2 separate regions of the Canis lupus genome follow, and region 2 is linked to region 1. The links are chromatin contacts, called in public Hi-C maps. All regions are on one chromosome and are shown on one strand. Each heading gives the region's core, a stretch centred on a gene start, on an enhancer-like site or on the middle of the called end of the contact. The rest is flanking DNA. Distances are from core to core; before and after follow the strand shown. Region 1 has its middle 49 kb from the start of SLC1A4. Region 2 holds the start of CEP68 (centrosomal protein of 68 kDa).

Region 1 (5,364 bases), core at 1,582-4,081:
ACGGGCTCCATGGCGGTGGCGGCGGCCTTCTGCATTCCCACCGGCAGGGCGTGAGGCTTCTGATTGCTCCACATCGTGGCCCACACTTGCTGTCGCCCATTGCTTTTCCTCCCAGCCATTCTGAAGGTGAGAAGTGGAATCTCATCGTGGCTAAATTTATCCTTTAACCATGAGAATAGCTACCGTGGGCTTTGCCCTTTGCGGTAAAGCACGGCTGGGCTCCCTGCGCCAGGCCTGCAGGAGACAGTCCGTGGCCCTGCCTCTCCTGTCGCCTCCCCTGGGAGCTGGCCTGGACCTCCCAGCCTAGGACAGGACCGTGGGTGGTTAGCAGGAGCTCAGCTCCTCTGCGCTCGCCGTCAACCCTCCTTAGGACCCTTAGCAGGTGTAGTGATAAAGGCCACACAAGAGAAGGCCGGGAGCGAAAAAAGAAGGCTGGGCCGCCCAGCAGAGAAAGGCAGTTTGAGGAGCGCAGGGACCCAGCAGGGACCCAGCAGGAGGAAAGCTGATGAGGGGAAGAAAACAGATGACACCTGTTACTTTATTGTGTCTTTTTTTTTTTTTTGAATTGGTGATATATGCATGTGGTACCCGGTTATAAAAACCTCCCGCTCCCCCTCCTTTGGGCTCCAGCGCCCCATTATTTTCCCTAGAGGGAACATCTCTTATCAGCTCTTTGTGTATCCTTCCAGAAATGCTCCATCTCAGGGGTTCTCAAACTTCCCGTGGATGAGGATTACCCGGGGGGCTGTTAAGTCACAGAATGCACACCCATCCCTGGAGTTTCTCTCCTGCCTCAGAGGGTCTGAGAATCGGCATTTCTTTTCTTTTTTCTTTTCTTTTTTTTTTTTTTGAGAATCGGCATTTCTAACGAGCTCCCAGGCAATGCGGACTCTGCATTCGGGAGCCCTACTGTGAGAGTGACTCTTCTAGAGTATTCAGAGGAATCCTTTCTGTGCTTTTCTGAAGTCACGTAGTCTCTGTTCCTAGCAATGGAAATGTCCCTAAGACACCGTAGTTATGGCACAGTCCCTGCCCCTGTGCCTTCTCTCTGCTGGTTTCTCTGCCTAAGGTATCTTCATTCCTGACCGCCACACATCCAAGGCCTGCTTCAAATGCCGTCTCCTCCAGGCAGTCTCCCTTGGTTCTTTCCCTAGATGGAAGAAATCGTCTGCTCCTTTAAACTCCCGTACGAGTGTTTCGCTGTATCCCTCTAAGGGCACCTATTATTTACTAGAAGATGCTAAATGGGCTCTTTCTGCTTTGTTTTCCACAATTTTGGTTAAAGAGATATCCGAAAGCGAGTTTAAGAGCTCTTCACACGCAGAACTCAGGTTTCAAGACCTTTGGAATTCCTCTGGAAGGTTCCTTGGGAGAAGGTTGTGCTGTAAGTCTAGAGTGGGAGGAGGCAAGATCATATGGGGGGTGGTCACCTCCTTCCCCTTGAGCTCAGAGAGTCGGGGCTTCCGTGGCTGCCTGAGAGCCTGATGTGGGCTCTGGCGAGTGGGGGCCTCTGCGGCCCAGGGTCAGACTCACGCCTGGCTGAGAAGGAGGAGGTGGCCTGGGCAGAGCAAGTGGGGTGTCAGTCAGCATTTCTCCTGGACAAAGAAAATTCTCCAGGGCAGCCATTGTGGCAACATCTGAAATCCTACGCAATACGGCCTGGGTGGTAGGGGGCAGAGAGGAAGTGGGAGGTGAACCAGATTCCACGGCGACACCAGCTTGGGGGATCTCTGAGCAACACCAGGGAGCCCAAGAGCCCCCTTTTCCCCACGTGCCATCCAGAGGATCCCGGTGTCTGAACATGCGGGCCCCGCCTGGGACTTTGCCTTCCTCCCGTGGGCTGGGGCCTGGTCCGCCTGCTGGGGGCAAGAGTGGGTGGAGACGGAGAAGAAGTCACCCCACCTCCCTCCTCAGGCAGCCAGGGGGATGGAAGGGAAACGGAGTCAAACTCCAGGTGCTCCTTAATGCACAGGATGGACGTGCCGCTGACGGGAGACGGGGGCCGTGCCTGAGAGAGGCGGGTTCCCACGAGCAGTCCGTGGCCGGGCTGGCCTTTCCCCGGGGCAGGCACGCACGCTCCCGCCGGGACGTGGGTCTCACAACGACACTGGGCTCCTCGGTGCCCAGCAGCGGCCCAGGCACGCACCGCACACGATGGGCACCTCCTCCCAGGCAGGGTTTACTGGGAACCCAGGCCTAACGGCGGCCCCGGGGCGCAAATGCAGCAGATGTGCCCCCGATCTTGGGGTCTGCCATGGGTGGTTGTAAGAGAAGCTTCGGGAGAAAGAGGGAGCTAATTTAAATCAGGGCCAGGCAGGTTAGACGGCAGGCGCAGCGGACGCGGCCCGACAGTGGGCCGCCCGGGCTTCGGCAGAGCAGGGCCTGACCCCTGACCCTCGGCAGGCCCCAGCGGCTCCGAGCGTCCGAGCCCACTGGTGCCACGTTGCCTGTTTGCCCGAAAGGAGTGAGGAGTCTGCTTTTTCGGGTGAAATGCCCCCGACGACGAAACACATCTGCGGCCTGGTTCCGCCCAAGGAAGCGGCTCTCTCCCCGCTGGCCCCCGTGGCACGAGGGGCTGCCAGAAACCGAGAGCCACGTGCTGCTTCTCTGGGGATTAATTAGTCAGGGTTTGAAGAGGCTTTATACAAAGAACTTAGCTTTATTAAGATACTCCTCTGGCCCGAAGGATAAATATTTTTAAAATCCCAACCCTAAGTGCTTAAGCCGCTAAAATGTGCAACAAATGGAATGAATGCTGCAAAGCACTTGCTTCCTGTTTCAGAAGAGCCCCTGTGACCTCTGCAATCTGATTACAGAGAAGTGGACTCTCCTGCCAGGAAAATGACAAGAAGCCACAGAAAAACCACGTCCCGGGGTGAGGGGAACTAGCCAGCCGGTTGCATTAACGGCCATTTCATTACCTTGACAATGATTCCGTGGGTTGGAGACCTAGTGACGGCTTCGGGGCTGACGGTTTTTGGCTTCTGGAGCTGCTCTTTGCTCCCTGCCCCGAAGCTGCTGGGACCACAAGGCCCAGGAGCCAGGCCGTAAGCGGAGCGGGAGAAGTTCTGGGAGACAACAGGCGATCGGGCCGGCAGCCCAGCACAAACAGCATCTCTTCCAAGTGCTGTGTCCCGTTCTGGGGACAGACCCAGCGGTGGCCCTCTCTCTGTACGGGCATGATGTGTGACTCCTTCAGGCTACAAATACAGTCCCCTTTGTCTTTTGTTTTTCACCATCTTCCACCTCCCCTCTAGCAACCACCAACTTGTTCTCCGTAGTTGGAAGAGGGACGCTTGAGCCCACGGTCGTGAGTTGGAGCCCTACCTTGGGTGTAGAGATGACAGGAATAAATAAACAAGCAAACAAATAAATAAGTAACATTTTTAAAAGACTCTCATTTTTTTGTCTCTTTTTTTTTCATTTGTTTAATTCCTTAAATTCCACATACGAGGGACGCCTGGGTGGCTCAGCAGTTGAGCCTCTGCGTTTGGCTCAGGGCCTTGAGGGAGGCTTTGGGATTCTCCCAGAAGACTGGAGGAGGGATCCCCAGCATGGATCATGTCTAGGAGTCAGGACCAGACCAGGCAGGTATAGAGAGTTCCCCAGGAAGCCAGAAAGTGCCACATGCTGCCTCTCCCTATATTTGTCCTGCCTTATTCTTTCGTTAAAGACTTCCCAGAAAAATGCATACTGGTGCCAGTCTCCCTTTCAACTATTTGTGATCATATGACTTGGTTTTGGTCAATGAGATATAAGCAGATAAGCAGAAGCGTTTTATAGAAACTTCAGGGAAAGCCCCTAAAATAGAATTAGTTCTCCTTTGACCCTTCTTTTCTCCTTCTTCTATCCTGATACCTGGAAGAGGTATGTGATGGCTGGTTCTCTAGCCATCAAACGAGACCACGAGGGTAAAAATCACACTTTAGAAATGATGTAGTCACAAACCTGTAGCTCTTATAACTATGTGGAGCTGCCATAGCATCCCTGGACGGCCAATCTGTGACCCTCGTTCAGGGGACTAGGGAAAAACCTCCATCCATAAACTTGTTTATGTCATGGTTATTTTAGGTTTTCTATCACACTTAGCTGAGTCTGAACCTAACTGGAATAGCCTGCCTAGATTATTGGGGTGGGGTTGGGGGATCCTTGAATGCCAGACCACAAAGTCCGGTCTCCATGCTATGGGAGCAGGAGAGTAACGTGTCAAAAGCTGTGTTCTGGTAATGTTCACTTGGCCACGAGGCACAATATCCACGAGTGTGAAGACAGTCACGTGAACAGCTTAGCATGGGGTCTGGAATGGCCACACCTGTTTTATTTGGGTTTGTTACCTCAGGATTTTAATCAAAATGGGCCTTTATTTAATTTGGACCAAATTGTAATTTAATAACCACAGGTAATGAATACGCTTTGGCTTGAAACTTTTGGATAAACTGGTTACCCTGGATAAAGCTGTCAACCTGTTTTGTGTTCTTATTTTTAAGAATATAAATCATAGAGAAAACGCTATCCTCCAACCGCCTTCAGAGATGGCCTTGGGTGGTACTGGGCAGAGCGAGTTGAATCGTCAGCATCTGGTGTTTAGCTCCTGTGCTTTTGCACGACACAGCTGGCCGTGCACAGGTTGTGCAGCCCACTCCCCGACCGCTGAACACTCACATAAACTCTCGGCCCTACTGTCTTGTTTCTCTTTCCAAAGAATACCTTCCCGCCTGCCTCACTGGGAAAATACAAGCCGTTGGGAAGGAACCACCTCAACCCTCTGCTGCCCAGTTTCAAGCCCCTGCTCTGGATCCTCTCTGTACCACTTCCTTTTCCAAGGGGAGGGTGTCCCTCCCACCACCAGGGCCAGCTCAGCCCCTCCAGCTGGGCTCTGGACCCCCTTGCCTCCTGCCTTCTCAGGCCCCTTGCACTTAACCATCATCCTGGATCACTGTTTTCAACCTCATTCTCCTGGCTTCTTCCAACTGACCCTGGAACATGTTCAAAATTCATTAAAAAAAAAAAAAAAGTAAAAAACAAAACAAAAAAAACCCACCTTCTTTCCATCTGTGTTGTTAGGAAGTAGATTTGACTGCTATAAAAACCCACAATAAAAAAAATAAATAAATAAATAAAAAATAACCCACAATAAGGGGCACATGGGTGGCTCAGTGGTGGAGCATCTGCCTCTGGCTCAGGGCATGACCCCAGGGTCCTGGGATCGAGTCCCGCATCGGGCTCCCCACAGGGAGCCTGCTTCTCCCTCTGCCTGTGTCTCTGCCTCTCTCTCTGGGTCTCTCATGAATAGATAAAGAAAATCTTTAAAAAAAAGAAAAACCCACTATAAGAGAAGCTTAAAAGATGAAAGTTTACTTGTGT
Region 2 (5,364 bases), core at 1,722-4,221, 100 kb after region 1:
AGCTGGTGAAAGTAGGTGCGGCACCTCTCAAATTATACCTAATGATTCTCCAAAATAGATGCTTCCCTTTCTTTTCATCAGTTGGTTTAGATACTTAAGGGCAGTGTTCACAGCAGAGCTTCTAACAATGGTTCCCATTGGCTGGAAACTGAGACTGAAATGGTTCTCTCATGTTGGAAGCTGCAATGTTGGCTGATGACGAGACCTGACCAGCAAGGGGATAGACTGGAGGCAATGGCAGGAGGAGTATGACTGGAGCCCAGGAGGTCTCTGAGGGCGCCTCATCACTAGCGTGCCAGAAATACAAGCTAATGGGAACGTACCACATTACATGCAGGGAGGCCCACTAGGACAGACTCCTCAAGCACAAAGATTTGGTTTACCCCAATGGGTAAAGAATCCTGGTCAGCTTGAAGGTAAGGGGAACCTGGAATGAGGAGGAGTGGAGAGGGCAAATGATAAATGCCAATAGAGCTTCATGACCAGTTGCAAAAATGAAGATTGTAGCCTCTCCTGGTATTTTGTTTTGTTTTGTTTTGTTTTTGTTTTGTTTTGTTTTTGTTTTTTGTTTTTTTTTTTCTGTGTCATGAATGAGTGTAGATCTTTAGCTATGGTCCATTCTCTTCATCTCCCTTCATTATTGTATTTTCAGTATATGAGTGATGGTTTCTTTTAAATTGTAGTCTGCATACTACAACACTGAGATAGGATGATGATGAAAGTCAGGGTAAAAATGAACCATCAGGTACAGATGTAGACTTGGGGGCATGGAGCCAGAGCCATGCTGTTCTAGCACTCTGGTTAGGGTACATGTGTGAACTTTTAATGCCACTATGAATTGCTTTTCAATTCTTGTGATATTAGTTATCCACTCAAGATTGTTTTGGGTAGGACCATTGACTTGTTCTACTCTAGGTCATGTGCCTGTGTGTAGCTACCAGTAGGCAAGAAGGGTTCTGGTTTCTATTGAAGCTTCTACTAGATCTACTGGTTCCTACTGTGGGAGGAAAGGCCCAGACTCCTTCCAAGACTGAGAGTAAAGGAGGCTCCCTCACATTTGAAGGATACTCAGATGGTGGGTAGCCAATAGATACTCCATGATCGTCTATCCTTCAGTCTGCCCAATGCAACCATCTGTCCTACAACAAAAAAAATTCACTCATCCCCTCCTCAAAAGAGGACAGCTCTGTCTCATGAATTATTTTATCTGCCCCCAAGTCCACATCTGTAGGTGATGGCCCATTTTCCCCCTTTCAGGGGATTTCAGGCAGTTCCTTAAGGAAAGATTACTTGTCAGGCAAAAACAAAAGATGCTCGACAGAAAATTACAGCTGAAAGGAACCTTGAGAGTCATCCATCCTATCCCCTCTTTTGAAGAGGAAACCATACAGGGTAGAAAATGATAAAGGCCATGGAAAAGGTACATACCAAGTGCTGCAGAGTTCAAAAGAGGGCCAGTGCAGGTCTGGTTGAGATAAGGGTCGGCTTGATGAAGGTGGGAGGATTTAACCTGGGACCTGACACACAGTGGGTGGACTATATTGGTCTTTTGCTAAGCTCAAAATTACTTCTGCCCATAGTCTGCTTATCTCAAACTCCACCACCCATAACTGCTTTGGGGTTTGTTTTTTTTTTAGACTATTTATTTGGCCTTGATTTTTTTTTTTCTTTAGGCTCCCTTCATTTTGATTTGATGTCCTGATTCTCCATTTGACCTGGTTGCCTATTTGGACTTGGCCGGATTCTCTGTCCAGCTGAATGTCTTGGCTGGAGAAAAGACCCAAGTCTCAGCCCCTGGGGTTAGGTGACTCTCCCAGAGGTCTTTGGTGTATTCAGGAAAGACCAAGGATCACCCTACGCAAATGCCTTCTGATATCAGGCAGGTAACAAATGTGTGAAGAGGCTGGCTATTGATTAATACACAAGTGGTGCTCATGGGATTTAATTTTTATTAAAAAAAACAAAAAACAAAACAAAAGCAAATAAAGTCAATGTGCTGCCCAAACAAAACCTATCTGGGGGCTAGTTTCTGCTTTTGCTGCCAAAAGTTTGTGACTCCCTGTGTAGACACAACCTGTAGCTATCAGGACAGGCTCGAGAAAACTCAACAAGTCTTTGCGTCCTAACTGCCTGCGGCCCAGGAGCTCCCTGAGAAGGACGTTATCCACACCTGGGGGTCAGGCCTTTACAGACTTGTTTGATAAACTAGTGGAGGCATTGCGTGGAAGATTGCCCAAAGCGCTGCTGAGCAAAAGGATCAGAAAGGAGGAAGGGATCTAACACGGGCACAGCGTGACCCCCCCGCCCCTTCCCAGCCTGGATTCCGCTGGGACAAGCATCCCAGCCTTCCACCGCTGGCTCCCTCTTCCTCTTGGTCTCCATCACGGATGTCCCACGGGACCTGGCTGTTCAGAGCCTCTGGGTGGCTCCGGGCTCATCCACCCTCCCCGAGCCTGCCTAAGTCCCACCTCACCCCTGGAGTCGCCCCCAACCCCTCGGGCTGGAGCCCTTCCCCTCTTGCGCTTGTTACCCGGGGCGGGGGGCGGGGGAGGAGAAGAGGCACCTGTTCGGGCCTCGGTCACATGTCCGCGCACAGTCACAGACCGTGGGACCGCTCCTCCAACACCGCCGCATGCCCCGCGCCAAATGAACGCAGGGATGCACGCACGACTGAGGCCGCGACCTGCATCCCGCACCCCGGGGAAAGCGCCCCGCGGGGCCACGTGCCCGCAGGACCCCGCTCCCCGGCCTGCAGCAGCGGAGCCGTGCAGGCGAGCGGAGAAGCCCGGCCGAAGAAGACGCGGCCTCCTATTGGCCAGGACGGCGCGAGGGCGGGCTCTGCTCGGGGGAACCGGGCGTCTATTGGTGGATCCCGCAGGCTCCGGGCTGCGATTGGCCGCGCCGCTCCCCGCGGAGGAGGGGCGGGCCGCGGGGGCGTGGCCGGCGCGCGGTCCCGCCCCGGACGCCGCGGGCTCGGGCGTGAGGGCCGCGGTCTCCGCCTTGGGACCCCGCGTCCGGGCCGCCGCGTCCGCCCGCCGTCGCCGCAGGCCCGCCGCGGGCCCCGAAGCGCTCGAGGCGAGGTAGGTGGCTGCCCGCGCGCGGGGCCGGGGCCGGGGCTCCAACGCCTTCCCCCGCGCGGCCCGGCCCCCGCGGCCCCGCCGCGCCTCAGGGGCTGTGAGGCCGCACCGGGCCCCGCGTCGCCGCGTCCGCCGCCGGGAAGGGCCTGTGGGGACCCGGCGCCTCGTGCCGCCGCCTCAGCCTTGCGGGCGGGACGGCGGGGGCCGCGCGCCCCGTGAGCCCCGTGAGCCCCGTGAGCCCTGCGCGCCCGGCGGGACCCGGGGCCCGGGGCGGGGCGGCGGCTCGCGCGGAGGTCGTCTCTCAGCCGCTCGGGGTCGTTCCCGCGGGAGCAACGATGGAGACGACGGATGCTTCCCTGGTGCCCCGAGCGCGGCAGCTGCCGACGACAGACAGAAAATGTGCTTTTTCTTTTTTTCTTTTCTTTTTTTTTTTTTTTTTAAGGGTCACCCTTTCCAACGGTCCTCACCAGAATTGTCCTCATGCACATGCTCACGCCCTTTATGATTATTGGGTTCGGTGTGTTGTTGGGCAGACAAGTGAGCGGAAACCTTGCCAGGGCCCCCGAGCACGTTGGACCTCGCGGGGAGCTCGGGGAGGGGTGGGGGGGGGGTGGGGGTGGGGCCTGCGCAGGACGGGTGCTGTTCCTAAGTACCTGCAACAGCTCCTAGCTCTGGGGTGGGAAGGACGGTGTTAGGATGCAGGACGAAATGCCCTAGGTCAGTCTGCCTCGGGTTTGGTTAAAAAAAAAAAAAAAAAAAAAAGTTGAGGTCACCACTTCTCATCCTCGTTTTCTCCTTCACCTGGATCGATTCTAGGCCACTTGGTACTGAAAAGAGCAAAGAACTCCGTTTTCGCCACCCTTTCCAACGGGCATCACCAGAACTGTCCTCAGCAGCCTGGGGGCGCATGCACGTGCTCAGGTCCTTTATGATTATTGGGTTGGGTTGGGTGTGTTTATTGGTCAGACAAGTGAGCGGAAACCTTGCCAGGCCAGCCCTCCCCGCCTCCCAGCACGTTGGACCTCACGGGGAGCTCGGGGATGGGTGGGGGGAGTGGGGCCTGCATAGAGAGGGGTGGTATTCATAAGTACCCCCCAGGGTGAGAAGGATGTTGTTAGGATGCAGGACGAAATGTGCTAGGTCAGTCTGCCTCGGGTTTGGTTAAAGAAAAGTTGAAGTCACCGCTTCACATCCTCGTTTTCTCCTTCACCTGGATGGATTCTAGGCCACTTGGTACTGAAAAAAGCAAAGAACTCCGTTTTCACCTCTTCCGAAGAACTTTTAAAAGCTCCTCCCCATCCCACAGCTAATTAATCACTTCTTCCCTCAGGCTGCCTTCTGCTGCCTCCCCGTTTTTTGTTTTTTGTTTTTTTGTTTTTTTTTACACATCGTGGTTTCTCCAGCTCCTAGCACGGTGCCTGGGTGATTGAAGACAAAAGAAAACAACAACAAAAAACCCCCAGAGGTGTAGCCAAAAGTTGACAAAACAAAAATTTTCATTCCTTTAATTTGTTGGACCATTTATTTATTTATTTTTTTAAAGATTTCATTTATTTATTTATGATAGACACACGGGGTAGGGGGAGGCAGAGACACCGGCTGAGGGAGAAGCAGGCTCCCTGCCGGGGACCTGACCCAGGATTCGATCTCGGGTTTCCAGCATCAAACCGGCCAAAGGCAGGTACTAAACTGCTGAGCCACCCAGGGATCCTCAGGACCAATTTTTTTTTTTTTTTTTTTTTAAGATTTTAGTTATTCATTAGACAGAGAGAGAGGTAGGCAGAGACACAGGCAGAGGGAGAAGCAGGCTCCACACAGGGAGCCCAAAGTGGGACTGGATCCTGGGTCTCCAGGATCACACCCTGGGGTGAAGGCGGCGCTAAACTGCTGAGCTACCCAAGCTGCCCAGGACCAATTATCTTTACAGGTTAGGGAAGCAGTTGCCTTTCGGCTCTCTTCAGTTAAATCAGGTTTTATCTGCCATTTTACTAACTCTGGATAAGTCATTTAACTTCTCTGTGCCTTGATGTCCTTATCTGTAAAATAGGAGTTTTAGTAGGACTTACTCCATGGGTTCTGAGGATTAAATAAGATACTGATAAATAGTGCTTAGCATAGTTCACAGGCCAAAGAAAATGTTCAGGTACTGTTAGTGTTTGTTAGGATAAAAATAAATAGATACTTGAATCAGTTTACTAATATTAAGTGTCTGTATAGTATTTGACCCTTCTGGGTCTCTGCCTTTTAGTCCTTTTCTGTTGCTCTATCTTAAGTCCTTAAACCTTTC

The links. Hi-C and Micro-C count contacts between places; a contact is called where the count stands out from the background.
Region 2: a Hi-C map of skin fibroblasts shows a contact between it and region 1, with 2.2 times the contacts expected there. The contact joins the promoter of CEP68 here to the enhancer-like site in region 1.

What each region holds. Positions count from the first base shown.
Region 1 is chr10:65,722,195-65,727,558 of UU_Cfam_GSD_1.0, forward strand. No RefSeq gene overlaps it. Among named protein-coding and RNA genes, the nearest start is that of SLC1A4, 49 kb to the right of the region's middle. Within about 2 kb of position 2,832, at least 2 of the 20 cell types and tissues checked have an H3K27ac peak or open chromatin away from gene starts, as enhancers often do.
Region 2 is chr10:65,824,663-65,830,026 of UU_Cfam_GSD_1.0, forward strand. CEP68 (centrosomal protein of 68 kDa) reads left to right here and starts at 2,972. Exons shown (of 8, transcript XM_038551450.1): 1 at 2,972-3,080.